Regions from separate parts of the Callithrix jacchus genome. Here region 1 is linked to region 2. Evidence: chromatin contacts called from public Hi-C data. All regions are on one chromosome and are shown on one strand. The core of a region is the stretch at or near the end of the contact, and the rest is flanking DNA. Distances in the headings are between cores, read along the strand shown. Region 1 holds the start of LRIG1 (leucine rich repeats and immunoglobulin like domains 1). Region 2 overlaps LRIG1 (leucine rich repeats and immunoglobulin like domains 1).

Region 1 (7,044 bases), core at 2,441-4,940, 98 kb before region 2:
TATAAGGCCCCATGTCTCCTTTATCAAATGATCCTTCCTTTACTCTTTCAGCACCCAGGTCAAGTACCATTATCCTTGTTTTCTTTTTTTTTTTTTTTTTTTTTAGACGGTTTTGCTCTTGTCACTCAGTCTGGAGGGCAATGGTGCGATCTCGGCTTACTGCAACCTCCGCCTCCTGTGTTCAAGTAATTCTCCTGCCTCAGCCTCCCAAATAGCTGGGACTATGGGTGCACACCACCACATCTGGCTAATTTTTGTGTTTTTAGTAGAGATAAGGTTTCATTCACCATGTTGGCCAGTCTGGTCTGGAACTCCTGACCTCAGGTGATCCACTCACCTCGGCCTCCCAAAGTGCTGGGATTACAGCCACTATGCCCAGCCCCTTGTTTTCTATTTGAGAAAACTGAGGCTCCAAGAGAGGTTTCATGGATAACAAGGCCTGGCTGGAACCCAGCTCTCCTGAATGGCACCCTGGTGCTCTTTTAATGTACTGAACATAGCGTAAAATCTCATCCAAGATAAAGCAAGCACCTCTGTATCTCAGCATTCTTTAAGACCACTAATGACCACCACCTAGAACTGTAGCAAACTGGCACAAATTCAGTCCCCAGGAAGTTGTGTTAAAAAAAAAAATCCTTATGGTTAACTTTTCTTGCTATTTTGTTATTTGCTTCTCTCCCCAATAGATTTCAGGCTATTTAGATTTTGGGTTGCTCTCTTGAGCAGTGAGCATAGGATGATTAACTGTGGCTTCTGTCGTCAAGAGAGACCTGCAGAGATTCTCACTGGGGATTTGATTCCATGCTATCCCTGGGGAAGATTAGGATGAACTGGAAAATCTATAATCCCTGGATGATTCATTCAAGGAATAAGCATTTAAAACGATGAAAATTGCAGTGTGAGGAAAATAAGGACCTAGAGTACCCACATCAACTGTTGCTCTGTGCTGAATGGACCAAGACTTGCACTTTTCTAAGCAGGGACATAGATTCCCTTAGGCATTTGCCGTTGTTGTTGCTGAGGTCTCCTTCATCTTAGGTGGTAACTGTAGATGAATTCCCCCCTGAGCTGGATATCACCACTCTCCAAGTTCACACTCTTATTGCAATCACAAGCAGGTTGCTAATATGTGGGCAATCTTCCATACATGGTATGGGGAGCAGACATGACTTCATGCTTTGCTGTAGACGAGAGGAACTGCCAAGGCTCAGGCGCCCTGTCCCCCCAAGTGTGCCTCGGCTTTGGAATCCTTTTCTCTGGCTACATGGTAACCATACCACAAGGGATGCTTTAGATTTGTGGGCACTCCCTCACCTTGTAGATTCTCTAAATTCTATCCTCCAGAATGCTGGGATTGCAGAAAAGCATCTCACAAGTATGCGCATACACATTTGAAAAAACATTTCGCAAGAATTACCCATTTTATAGTACTAGAAATGAGACAAACCTGAAAGATAACTTTAGGTCAGCTTCTCAAGAAGTTCAATCGGTTCAAATCAATTTCATTGCATATGCTATTTTATTCTGGGGTGGGGACAGGGAGGATCTGACAGTTTCATTTCACGAAAGGTCTGTGGGTATTCTACATTAAATTACTGTTTTGTGTTCTTTGGTCGTGAAAAACATAAACACTGACCTAGAGGACTTCATAAATTTAGAATCTTTTAAATTCCATTCTCCCTGCTTATTACAATTATTATTACCAAAAGGGATAGAACCAAGGGACATACTTCTTCTTGTCCAGATGGAAGTTGTATGTTTATGTGGATTGCATATGAAACATAAAAGCTGGTTGAAGCTCTGGGTCAAATGGGTCAGGTGCAGCATTTTTCTGATAATATTTCTTGGGAATTAGATTTGAATTGATTTATCCACATATTCGAGTGCTGTTTTGGGCATCACTGCTGAGCTCATGCAAAATTAAAAAAGAAAAAAATGAGGCACCATTATCTGAGAGCACAATGAATCAGAAGGGAAAGAAGGAAAGGGGAGGAAGGGATAGGAAGATTACATTTTGGCTAAAGAAAAGAGGTGATCTTAAGGCTGAGGGGAAGTTTAATACATTTAGTGCATCTCAATTAAAGCAAACTTCTTAGATTGTGTCAAAAATGGAATAAACCCTTTATTTTTATTTATTTATTTTTTTGCTTTTTTTCCCCTAAGGAACATCTTCTCCTCTCTACCTCCCACCCCACCCCACTTCCATAAAACACAACTGAGATTTAATGTTCTGGAGCAAATGTCTTTCGACAAACTTAACCTGCTTAATTTTCCTGACAATGTGCACAGTTATGTTAGTAATTTGCATACTATGGGGAAGGGATATGAGACACCAGCAAACTAAAATACCCAGAAGTCAGCTATATGTTACAGTGCTAATCTTTTTCCTTTTTTCTCAATGTGTGTCTGTGTGTCTTCCTTAATGTTTCCATGTACTATCATAACACACAACTACTGTGGTCTGATCTGTAAGAGCCAAAATAAGAAGCTTTGTGACTATTATTTCTCCTTTAACTCTGACTCTTACGACTACACTATGGCTTTTTGAAAATTATGTTAAAAAGGCTCTGATTAAAACAAAAACTCCCAAACAACAAAGCAACTTCTTTATCAAAGGCTGGAGTATTTCTAGAAGTACCTTTCAACTGACTAGGGGCTGGAGAGGAGAGTGCACTTCTTTTTTTTTTTTTTTTTTAAAGGAGACTTGCGAAAGACCAGGCTGGAGTGCAGTGACATCTTTGCTCATAGTAGCGTCCACCTCCTGGGTTCAAGCGATTCTCCTGCCTCAGCCTCCCAGGTAGCTGGAATTACAGGCGTTTGTCACCACACCTGGCTAATTTTTGTATTTTTCTTTTTTAGTACAGACGGGTACATGTTGGACAGTCTGGTCTCAAATTCCCCTCAGGTGATCCGCCCGCCTCGACCTCTCAAAGTGCTGGGGTTACAGGAGTGAGCCGCCACGCGCAGCCGAGGGTGCACTTTTGAAACTAGGTTTCTGCAGCCCACATCCATTTTGGTAATCAAGGACATATTGCTGGATTTAAGACGTGAAGAACAAGTCAGGAGCAGATGCTCCAGGCAATTCGAGGGGGAAGGATGCCCCAGTCAGGAAGAAATGTGTTAGGTATTAAACCTGTGTCTTCGCTCCTTGAAAGCACCTGGAAAATGGGCGCGGGTTTGCTTTTAATCTACGGTCCTGCCTGCAGCCTGAGGAAGAGAGAAAACGCCCTGGGGCCAGACAGCTCCAAAACGGGGCCGTTACCGTCTTAACTTTCTCTCCTCTTCTAGAAGCAGAGGGCTTGTCTTCACGCTTCCTTTCCCCAGCCCACGTCCCAGTTCTCCAACAAGCTGCGCGTCCCCTTTAAGAGGCGGGGGCCGTCCCTTATTTTCTCCTCCCAGTCTCCCGCCCTTCACACCTTGGGTGGGAAAAGAGTGTGGGGGCGGGGTGGTCGGCGAAACGGGAGGGGCGGGATTACAGCGAGCAGCCCAATGGCCTTCGAGGTTGGCCGCCGTGGACTCCGGCAGCCAATGAGCAGTAGGCGTTGGGGGCGTGGCGCGGCGCTGTTGCAAAGCATCCAACGTGGGTCTGTTGGCGGCCGCGGGGCGCGGAGCGCAGGGGGTGTGTGCGGGCGAGCGGCTGGGGGCGGGGTCTGGGGGACCGGTCGGGGCTGGGCCGCTGGGAAGCGAGCGGCGAGCGGCTGATTGTTCGGCCGCGAGGTCCGCCGCAGTCTGGCTGCGTGGTGGAACCGTGCGGAACCTGAGGCTGCGCGCGCGCTCTCTACCAGCGACGCGGGGCCAGCGAGGCGCACTGGGCTCTCCGAGCGCGGGGCCAGCCGCACCGTCCAGCCTGGGATCTACGTTTTTGCGCTCCGAGCCGAGAGGAAGATGCCCGTTGGCGCCGAGCTCGGGCTGCGAGGCTGAACGCTTCTTTTCCAGGCGCAGCGGCAGCACTGCCCTCGGCCGGTGTAGCTAGCGGCACTCGGCGTGCGCTGGGTGGACGATAAGCGCAGACTGGGCACCCCTGCCTGGATCGGCGGAGTTCGCACCGAGCACAGGAGGGCCGGCCGGCCCGGATGGGCGCGCAGTTCGCGGCCCCTGCCGGGTGCTGCAGAGCAGCCCGGGCACCGGGGTCCCGCTGAGTGCCGGAGCCGCGGCCGCAGAGAGAACTTGGGCCGGGTGCCATGCCCCGGCGTGGAACCTAGAGCCGAGCAGAGCGCGCCGCGGGCCCGCCCGCGTCTGCGGCCGTCCGGGTCCTCACAGTCCCCGCGCTCGGAGTTCGCAGCGCGCTCCAGACAAGATGGCGCGGCCGGTCGGAGGAGCGGTCGGGGCTCCTCGCCGTTCGCCTTGCCTTCTCCTTCCCTGGCTGCTCCTGCTTCAGTTGGAGCCGGTGACTGCCGCGGCCGGCACGCCGGCGCCCTGCGCGGCTGCCTGCACTTGCGCTGGGGACTTACTGGACTGTGGCGGGCGCGGGCTGGCGGCGCAGCCCGGGGACCTGCCCTCCTGGACGCGGAGCCTGTGAGTGCCGCCGTTTCCGCCCTCCCTGCGCCTCGGGGCTTTGTAACTTCGGGATGGGACAGCGGGGGTTCGTACTCGGGGAGCCTGTGAGGTCTGGGTTGTGGAGTTGTGCGGGCTGGAAGATTGTCAGCTTGGGGTGGCGGAGGGGAGACCCTGCGTGGGGATCCGGGCGAGAGGGCGTGCGAGAGAGCCTGGAGAAGAGCGTGCCTCGTGGGGTCTGGAGACCAGCGAGCGTGGGTCGTGGAGGTTTGGGGGTTAGGCAGCACGCGTCGTGAGGGCCATCTGGGGGTTAGTGAGTGAGAGTCTGGAGCTGAGTGTATTTGCGGGTGGGTGGGTGGGAAACGTCTGGAGCAGAGTTTGAAGAAGTTTGTGTGGGGGGTCTGTGGGTGCATTTCCTTTTCCTCTCCTGTAATCCAATTCTTTGGTGTCTGAGCTCCTTGGTCTTCCAATGGGTAGTGAATGAAGATGACTCTTGGCTCCAATCATCCGTTTACATTATTTATTAGTGAGAGAGAGAGTGTGTAGCCGTCTCCTGATACCCGAAGACCGTGGTGACCTGACTTGGCTCTCTGTGCGGTGCAGAAGGCAGCCTTCCCCAGAGGACCCCTGAGTTAGAGGACTTTGACAGTTCCTGGCGACCTGTGAGTGCTGGGAGTTTGTCCTTTTCCGCCTGGTTGGCATTTTACGGAACTGTGTTCCAGACCCTTCCTGTGTGTTCCCTGGGGCCCCATTGGGCTTGATGATCCAGTGGGGTGGGGCCCACTCTCAAGAGGCTCTCCTCCGTAAATGGTGCAAATGAGTTTTGGAGTAGTGCTGCTTCAGGAGAGGGTGCCAGGGTCTTGGCTGATTTAAACAGTTTGTTTCACCCGAAAGAGGCTCTTTTCTGTGCTGTCAGGATGTGGGCCTATTAGAACTTAGTGGGACGCTTCTTTCAGGAGATTTGGTAGGAAAAAAGGCATTAGAGGTCTGTAAACGTGGTGGAATAGAATACCCTTCTTTTACTTCTAAAAAATCTGGTCCATGAGTCAAATCTTGTTCAATTATGGGTAATTAGCATCTCTGTAGAAGTAGTATAGTAGTACCTTCCAGAAAAGGCCTAGCTTAAATAGTCTGCGTTTCAGTTAAATAATTGGACATTTTTCCTAGAACACAGGAAAGGCACAGCAGTTAACCTCAGGCATGACTATGGCTGTTTTAAAAAGAGAAAACTGCTGTCACAAGTTGTAACCAGCACCTGTGGCTTGACCGAGGAATGTGTGGCTTGGGTTCGGACTGCCGTGAAGGGAAGAAAAGTTAATTCCTTTCTAGGTAAAGACCCCGTAACTCTCAAAATGGAGCAAGAATCTGACTTGGCCCGAGACACTGCTCCACGAACAAGTACAGAGTTCTGAAGACAACCAGGACGCTGTAGTTACAGTTAGGTTTTCAATATCTACTTCTACAGAATTCACTGAGTTAGTGGAAATCAGTGGTGGTAGGGTGGAGGCAGAGCTGTGTTAGGTACTGCGAGATAGAGACCAGTATTGTCCTTCGGTAGGATCTATTTAGTCTGGGGTATTGTGATTTTTCCCTTACATATGGTAGTTTGTTTTTTTTTTTTAAATAGAATCATGTGGGCAGAATCAGATTAACTTGTTAAGTGTTCACCTGTTGGAAGAGTGACTCCCAATGCCATGTGTCAGTGGTATTGTGGGGAAGGCACTTAGTTCCACAGCAGTAACTTCCCAGAGAGGACAGGGTGTCCTCTTATTTGCGCTTTCCTGTGGTCACAAGATCCACTTTGCCTTGCCCTTTAATTTTTGAGCAAACATACTGGTTATTTCTTTAGGCTTTCCGTTGCCTAAGGGTGACATTTCACATGGGTAAATACCTTCAAAATTGAAGTCCTTCTCTTTTACTCACACCTTTGATGATCAATAAATACCAACATGAGTATTCTGAGCATCAGTAGACTTTAGTATACTTGATTATGGTGTTAGCTGATTAGACTTTAAGATATGAGCATCGTGATTTCTGGTTAGTATGTAACAACACAGTGTGCAGTACGAAAAGGCTATCCTTTGAAAAATATTTGTGAAGTGATCTTATTTCTGATTAAGGACAAATCAAGCAAATGTGTTTTTTTCCTGGACTTCAGACTTCTGAATTTAAACCATTAGTCTCCATGAGTCTTATTCTGGAATAAGAGTATTTATATTATTTATATTCCTGGCCAAGATTCAGCAAGACTTTAGGGGAGAAAGTGTCTTTATATGATATAATGAAATGCCATGTAGTTTCACCAGGTTTACATGCTCTAAGCCCATGGTGTCTAGAAAATGCTTTGAGCTAGTTTATAAACCCATGAACTAGATTTACTGCCGTTAGTTCAAACAACTTCAGGCTGTGGGTTTGAGATAGCATGGGACCTGTGGCTTTATGGGACCTTTTTTTTTCTTTTGTAAACAGTGCATCTAATGTGGAAGTTGCTTCTAGGCCTAATATAAGAAAAGTAGAACTTTTAAACAGTGAATGTAAATGCAGTGTGAA
Region 2 (7,412 bases), core at 3,105-5,604:
TGGTGTCTCTTAAAAAGTACTTATTCTCAAGCAGTGATGCCCACGTTGCGCTGGACGGGATGCTAGCTCCTGGTGTTGGGAAAAGCTTCCCCACACTGAGCGCCTGGTGCCAGCCTCTAGTCAGGTAGCCGTGGGGTCAGTCTTTCCTGTCTTGAGTCTTCATTTGCAACTTCCATTTTTAAGTCCTGAATATTTTTTCTCTAAACCATGGGAATGCTGTAGTATGTCTCTCATCCTAGCATTTGAACTTCTTTAGCATAACCTGTACCAAGATGCTTCCTTTCCAGAAGCAGCACTTAGGGAATCCTGTGTCTCTCCTTGTACCTCATCAGGGGTCAGTTAATAAAGTGGAGGTGATAGTGCTGTTTCCCTTGAAGTCCCTAATTAGACGGATTGGCAAAAGTGGCTGCAGGATGCTTTTCTGAGACTTGTATAAAACTTTTCCATGGTTGGCTTCGTAGAACTTCCAAGCAGCTATCAGCATAAAACCCCCAGAGATGGGTATATGGTTTTCAGAGGACAGTGATGGTAGGTTCTAGGGTCTCCTTCCTAGGCATAATCCACTGCACAGAGAGGGGTCTGTTCCAGTTTGCACTTGCACCTGGCAGAGCCGGCTTTAATGTGGAGCTGTTGCTGGGGAGTGTGAAAGAGGCTGGAGCCAAGCTATTCAGGCCAGGTCAGACTGTGAGCCCATGCAAGGCCTGAATAACAAGGCTGGGAACATTCAAATTGAATGGGCCAGAAAGGAGAGAAAAGCTTTGGCAGCCAGGGCTAGGAGCAGGGAGACAGGCACACAAAGCCACAGCCCCGGGTCCCTGGTTTTATTGAGTATGCAGATGAGAGGAAGGAACCCATTGAGAGAAGAAGTCCCTTCCAGCAGCAGAATCTCCACTCTGTGAGCTTCCTGCTGTAAAAGAAAGGTCACCACCAGCATTTCACTCTTCAGCCAGAGCTGCCCTTCCTGCTGGCAGCCTTGATTCCTGCTGCAGCTTCTCACAGGAGCCAAGAGCTCCTTTTCTGTCCCTGGCCTGTGTCTGCAAGGGCTCAGGAGGGGGAAGTTTAAGAACCAAGGACCTCATGGAAAGTTGGAGAGGGCAGAACGTGTGCAGGGTTGGGGTCCGGTCACCAGGTGTGATGTCTCGCCTGGGTACTGTGACCTACTTCTGGAAGCTGGGAGGCCATTGAGTCATCGGCCATGGGATTTGCATTGTTGGAGGCGCCTGGGCTGAGGAGTTGGCCTCATCCCTCCAATCCTGGCGAATGGGTCACAAGTCTGACTGACTCAGCACCCAGATGTCCTCCCTGGCTCACAGTCAGCGCCCTATAGGCCTTGGGAGGAGATGGACTCTGGGCTCCGGACCCACTGGCTGGCACATAAGGGCCCACGGGCAGGCCCTGTGCTTGCTTCCATGTGCTTTCTGCAATTTCTCAGTTACGTCCAGAAAAGGGACTCTGGTTGGTATGAGGGCAGATGGGGAGCCTTAAGGAACTTTCTGGGCTGATACTCACTGCCAACTCCAGATATCTGCTCTCTGGGGGCAGAGTACAAAGCAGGTTGTCTGTACCACCTCCCTTCCCTGGAGTGCGGCCTCCACAGACAGGCAGGCAGCAGGTGGAGCTCAGGGAAGCTTCTTGCCTCAGGCATGTGTCATCTGGTTGGAAGGCTGAGAAACAGGGCTTCCCTCTGTCTCTCCACCTTACATCTAGACTGTGCCTCCAGGGTGACTTCAGGGGACTTCAGCTTCTGAGCAGCAGGCTGGGTGGGAGTTTGCTTTCCCTCCATGCTCAGACTGGACTCATGGTGAGCTGCTTTCTGTCCTTTCCCCAGGGATCTGGACCATAATGAGATTTCAGGCACAATAGAGGACACGAGCGGCGCCTTCTCAGGACTGGACAGCCTCAGCAAGCTGTGAGTATCCACGGCATGGAGCTCTGCCAGCGAATGCATGGGAAGACACTTCTGTGGGAGACGTTTCTCTGGTGCCCCCCACACCTCTCTGTGGTGGAAAAGAGCTGGCTCCATGCTGAGCTGCTTTTGTTTGGGGAGAAGAGTTTGAAGAAGAGAGCAGGGGACACCCCACTTCTCGATGGCCGGGGGTCTTCTTCCCGACCCAGGCCTTGGGTTCTTGGGGACTGACTACCTGGCGTTTGGTGGCCTGGTGGAGCTTCCCTTGGGCTTCACTCACAACTCACTTGAAAACTGCGGGATTTGCCATTGCTCTTTGTACAAAGGAGTCTTGCCCTGCTACTTAGTTTCTTGGAATTGTGGGAGTTGTATAAAGCTCAGTAAGCTGTGAGGGTGTGGGGCTCCTGTCAGGACTTCCATCATTAACCATCATCTCAAATGGAAACAGCATTTCCAAGGGTCATAGTAGCAGCTATTTTGAATGTATGGTTTGGGGTCTTTTTCTTTTTTCCTAGCTCCTAGATTTTGCCAGTTAATCTGCCAAGCGCGTGTGTGTTATATCTAATGATCCCGTGAGGGTAGTAGTCTTTGTTAGGCAACCATTTTATACCTGAGGAAAGAGAAGTGATGGGATTTTGCCCAAAACTACACAGCTGTCAAGTGGCAGGATCCAGATTTGCTCGTTTGGCTCCAAAGCCCACATTTTCTCCCTGTCGGCCCACCCTGTTTACTTTGCATGTCACTGGCACTTTCTGTAGATGCCATCCAAGGACCGTGCAGGGGGTGCTGAGTAATTATTACTGTTTACTGGCATCTCGGAGGGAAGCCTTGGAGGAAGGCAAGACAGAGGGGACAGTTGCCACTCCATTCCCCCAACCCGTCCCCAGTGACGGGGAGCTCAGCAGAGTGCGAGTGTAAAGTAAATATTTGGAAAGCCCGAGTGGAGCCTGTGGTACGGAGAGTCTTTCTGTACGGTAGATGCTTCTGATTTGTTCTGAAAAGTGTGGTTTTTTGTACCTTTGATGGGTCTGATTGGGAATAAGCTCTTTTGGCTGTCTGAGGAAGCTATTTCTTCTTGAGCATCCTGTACTCCAGCAGCATGTCAGAGATGCTTGTCAGTGTTTCTTGTCCTTGTTGTCTCTCAAACAATGCTCATTTTCTGCAGCCTTTAACCTGTAGTACTTGGCCCCTTTTTATCCTGTACAGAGCAAACCTGGGAAGAGCTAGAAGTACCAAGTGGGGTGGGGCAGGGGCCTGTTCTTAGCAAGAGGAGCTCCAGGCCTGGGACGGGGCTGCTAAGGTGTTCAGCACCGGGGCTGCCCCTTGGCATGAGCCTCCCTGGCCTCAGCCATAACTGACTGAAGGGTGAAGGTGGGGAGTGGGCAGCACTGCCAGGTTCCACTGGGGTATGTCCCTCCAGAGGAAACTGGAGCCGTCTCCTGGGTGTTATGGCTTCCGGGAGGCTCTGTCTCACTCAGAAAGTAGGGCCCGTGAGGTGCACCTGGCCCTGGGTCCCCTGGGTTCCAGTGCTGCATGTATCTACCGCGGCCTTCCTGAATGTCCGCATCTCCTTTGTCCACCTGCTAGACCAGGCTCAGCACTTCCACCTGAGCCCCAAGAGGTCAGCCCAAGCCCTTGCTTTCCTCACTCACATAATGTGGTGGGCTCCACACTGAGCTGGCCCTGAGACTCCTAGGAACTTGTTAAAATCCAGGCCTCATCCCACCCAGCCACTGAGTCAGCATCTTGGGGCTGGAGACTCTATGTATCTTTGAAAAAGGGCAAGAGAGAAAGACATGCATCCAGTTGGGGAAGCTGGGACAAAAAATAAACAAGAAATCCTTAATATGATTAAATATATGCAATCACTTACTTACATGTGATGCTATCATGGGTATGTTGCAAAAGAAAGAAAACAAATCCTTTTCTTCTTGGACTAAGAAAGAAAATGGTACGATGCCTGTGATTTGGATTCTGTAAACTCCTGCTGAGTTTGAGAATGGGCGGTGGCTAGAGGTAGAGATGAAGTGAGATTGGCATAACTGGAGTATTGTAGGTATGTGACGGGCACTTAGGGTTCAGGATACTACTCTGTCTACCTAGCATGGTATGTGCAGATTTCCACAGTAAAAGGGAACCGGAGAAGTAAATATTTCCCATGTGATCCTGGTACACAGGGTTACATAAGTGCTGTGTTTGGCATATCACAGGTGTTGCGTCTATGTTTGTTGAATGAAGGGAAGGACAGAGGAAGAACCCAGGGCCTCATTAGTCCCCTCCTTACTTGTCTACTCAGAACGTTGGCAGGCAAGTTGTGCTGTGGCTGTGGCTGAGAGGAGTAATCACAGACAGCACCGTGTTGCTCCATGGGAGTGGCCCGATCTGGCCTGTTGGGATCCACTGGAAGTGGGGTGCACGGAGAAGAGCTGCCCCCGCTCTAGAGCAGTTGATCCGTCCTTTGGGGGGTGCAGCCAGTGCCATTAGCCCCTTCATCTGGTATGGGTTTGTCTTTGGAGAGCTCGAGGGGCTGGTGTTCAGGGCCTGCCCTAGGGTGGGAAGGTACAGACCCCTGCCTTTGCTGAGTTACTCAAAGACCTTGGGTCCTTTCCACCATGCCAGAGGTCAGACCTAAATTAAAATGTTTTCCAAGAAAGGAAGATGTGAGCAGCAGAGCCATAAACGGCCTCTGTGAATTTGGGGTGGATGCTGACCTGCCCTTAATTTTTCCAGCTGTCGAACAGCCGTGTTGGAGAGTTACTCACACTGGAGCTTCCTGGCAGGGCGAGAATGTTCCCAGACCCCAGCACATGCCTTTCTTCCTAGCTTGTCTGGGATTCTTCTGTAGACTCACCCCAGGACCTTTTTCCAAATGGTTGTGCGGTTCCCCAGCTGGGGCCTCCATAGTGGCACAGAGTCAGTACACGAGAGGGAAGGGAGAATTTCTGGATCCCAAATTACAGGCAGAGAGGAGCAGTTAGTGACCTGGGTAGTGAGTGTCTGCCCCGTGATTCCAGCTGGCTCCATGGCATTCCTTGGAGGGAGGGGCCGAGTCCCACACTGGGCACATGGGAAGGGGCATGTTTGGGGGAACTTGGAGAGCTGATGTGAGTGCAGACTCCATCCCTGCCTGTGGGGTATGCCGGTCCTGCAGTGGAACTCATTGTGTGTGTGGGTGGGTCAGGGGGAAGGCTGGTGCACATGCCACAGCTACTCTCAAGGACATGAGTACAAGGTACTGAGCACTGCCCCCGGTACCTGCCACTTGCTTTGGCAGGTGCTGACCAGGCCTTTGGAGCTGTTGGCTGGGTTGGCCAGGAGATGAATGGGAGGTTTGACAGGTGACCCCCGGAGCTCGCTTTCTGCTTTGCTTTGGTGCTTGGGAGGTCCAGCCAGCTGTTCCTTCTCTGGGACAGAAATAGTGTCCTCCCAGCCCACAGTCCTCTTCTCCTTTCTCCTCACAGCAGCCTTTTATTAGAGCCATCCCAGTCTGCTGACTGCAGCTCCCCACCCCAGCCCCCGATATCTGCTGGGGAAGGTTAAGGACCCTGCTTAATCCACCAATAGGATGATTAGTTCCTGCGTAATTGAGAATTTGAGAATTTGTTTTATTGCTATTGTCACCATTAAAAATAACTGCCTGCCCTCCTTGTAAAACAGGTCAATGTGACTAATATTTAATGGATGAAATAAAGCACAGCTTTTTCCTGGATTTCGTTTACAGGAGATTTCACTAAACAGTTCAGTGCGTTTTTACTGGGACCTGGGGCACACAGTGCCTGGGCCGGGGGAGCTGAGTAAGTGTAGAAGTTGGCAGTGCTCTCTGAAGCACTCAGGGTTGCAGTGCCTCATGAGCTGTTATTTGCTAGTGAGTTTTGTGGTTAAAGAGCCTAGGTTAGCATGGCCACTGGGTTTTCTATGCATTTGGTTTATTTGTTTTAAAATAAAAGTTTTAGACTGAGAGAGGTTGTGGAAACTCTTTAGAATACGATTGTTTTCACATTCGTGCATATGAACTCAGAGAGGAAAAAAAAGGCAGAGGGTCTCTGGCCCGTTTGCCCCATCATCCTCCGGAGGCAGGAAACAGAGCTTGCTTTGTCTGAGGGCTGAGCTCGAGTTAGCTCTGGGGTCGGCCTGAATGGAGGTCCCCAGGGAGGGAGACTGTTTCTGATGAAACGGAGGATCATCAGCCCCTTTGGAGTGGTTGCCCCGGAAGCTGGCCGGGCGGGTTGGTGGTGCCTTCCTCTGGCTCTCCTGTAGGCCTCTGTTTCCAGGAGGCCTGTTACAGTTAGGATGAAGCAGGGGCCCGTGTGGTGGGCAGGTCCCAGGCTGCTCTGCCATCTTTGGTTTCCTTCAGGGCTTGTATTTCCTTTCTTTTCTTCCCTTTGGAAAGGGGCTGGGGCTTCTCATCTTCTCTTATGGGTCCCAGTCTTAATGCAGGTTGAAGATGGATCTAGCCTGTAATCCAATCTCTTCCAGAGGCTAGGTGAGATCTTGGACCAGGAGTCCCCTTCCCAGTAGGGTGTGGGGCCAGATGGGCTTTCTCCAGGGGCTTCCTCTCCTGCTCACCTGCACCCAGTTGCCTTGGACAAACCTGTTGATGCTGAGAATCCCCATGAGTTGGTTCCTGGTAGTTGGTGTTCTTAGCAAGCCCATTAGATCCTGTGGACCTCAAGGTTGACAAGTTGATGAAGCTGATGGTCAGCACTGCCTTCAGTTGTTCCCTGGTGGTCTCTTGTGCCATCTGGATTAGAGGGAATGCCTTTGGTGGGTTCTCATGAGAGAACATGATAACACGGAGGGGAAAACATGATTTTCTTCATTCCCAGGGGCTCTCCACCCTAGGGGTTCTCCTGTAGAGAGACCAGCTTCCCTTTAGATCACACAGTCTGGTGGAGGAGGCGCTCATTTTTTCCTTGTGTTCTGCAGGGGTGTAGACTTTGGCTTCTGGGAAAACTCTTAACAGCTAATGCTAAGGCTGGGATCAGAGTTGCCTGGAGGCAGGAACCCCTTGTCATGGTCAGGCAGTCCAGGAAGGGGACAGGCACTAGCAATAACCTTGGAGGTTGGCCCACTGACGTCATATATAATTGGGGGTCTGGCTTAAGAGCCAAAGTGCTGGGGCATCTCCTGTAGGGCCTGAGGGGTCCACCTCATAGGCAAGGACACAGCTCACAGTGGCTGTGTGCAGAGAGCTGTGGAGTCAGCTTGATGCATCCCTGTTTTCCTGTCCTCTTCTTGCCTCTTTTGGGAAAGTTTAGCCCCAGAATGCACTGTTCAGAACTGGGTGGCAGTTTGGGGTTTTTTGTTTGAGACAACATCCCCCTATGTTCCCTGGGCCAGAGTGCAGTGGCACAGTCATGGCTCACTGCAGCCTTGACTTCCCAGGCTGAAGCAGTCTTCCCACCTTAGCCTTCTAAGTAGCTGGGACTACCAGTGCGCAGCTCCACGTCCAGATACTTTTTATTGTTTTGTAGAGAAAGGGTCACCTTATGTTGTCCATGTCTCA

What was found. A called contact is a pair of places that touch in the nucleus more often than the background predicts.
Region 1: a contact with region 2 is called in a Hi-C map of skeletal muscle, with 3 times the contacts expected there. The contact joins the promoter of LRIG1 here to the enhancer-like site in region 2. A contact is called at or near these places in 2 of 3 Hi-C or Micro-C datasets (both in skeletal muscle).

The regions. Positions count from the first base shown.
Region 1 is chr15:48,312,425-48,319,468 of calJac240_pri, reverse strand. It overlaps LRIG1 (leucine rich repeats and immunoglobulin like domains 1), which reads left to right and starts at 3,690. Exons shown (of 19, transcript XM_035276058.3): 1 at 3,690-4,582. The coding sequence starts at 4,569.
Region 2 is chr15:48,214,898-48,222,309 of calJac240_pri, reverse strand. LRIG1 (leucine rich repeats and immunoglobulin like domains 1) reads left to right here. Exons shown (of 19, transcript XM_035276058.3): 9 at 1,829-1,909. Among named protein-coding and RNA genes, the nearest start is that of LRIG1, 97 kb to the left of the region's middle. Within about 2 kb of position 4,354, at least 2 of the 16 cell types and tissues checked have an H3K27ac peak or open chromatin away from gene starts, as enhancers often do. A contact at or near this core is called in skeletal muscle, where this site is marked.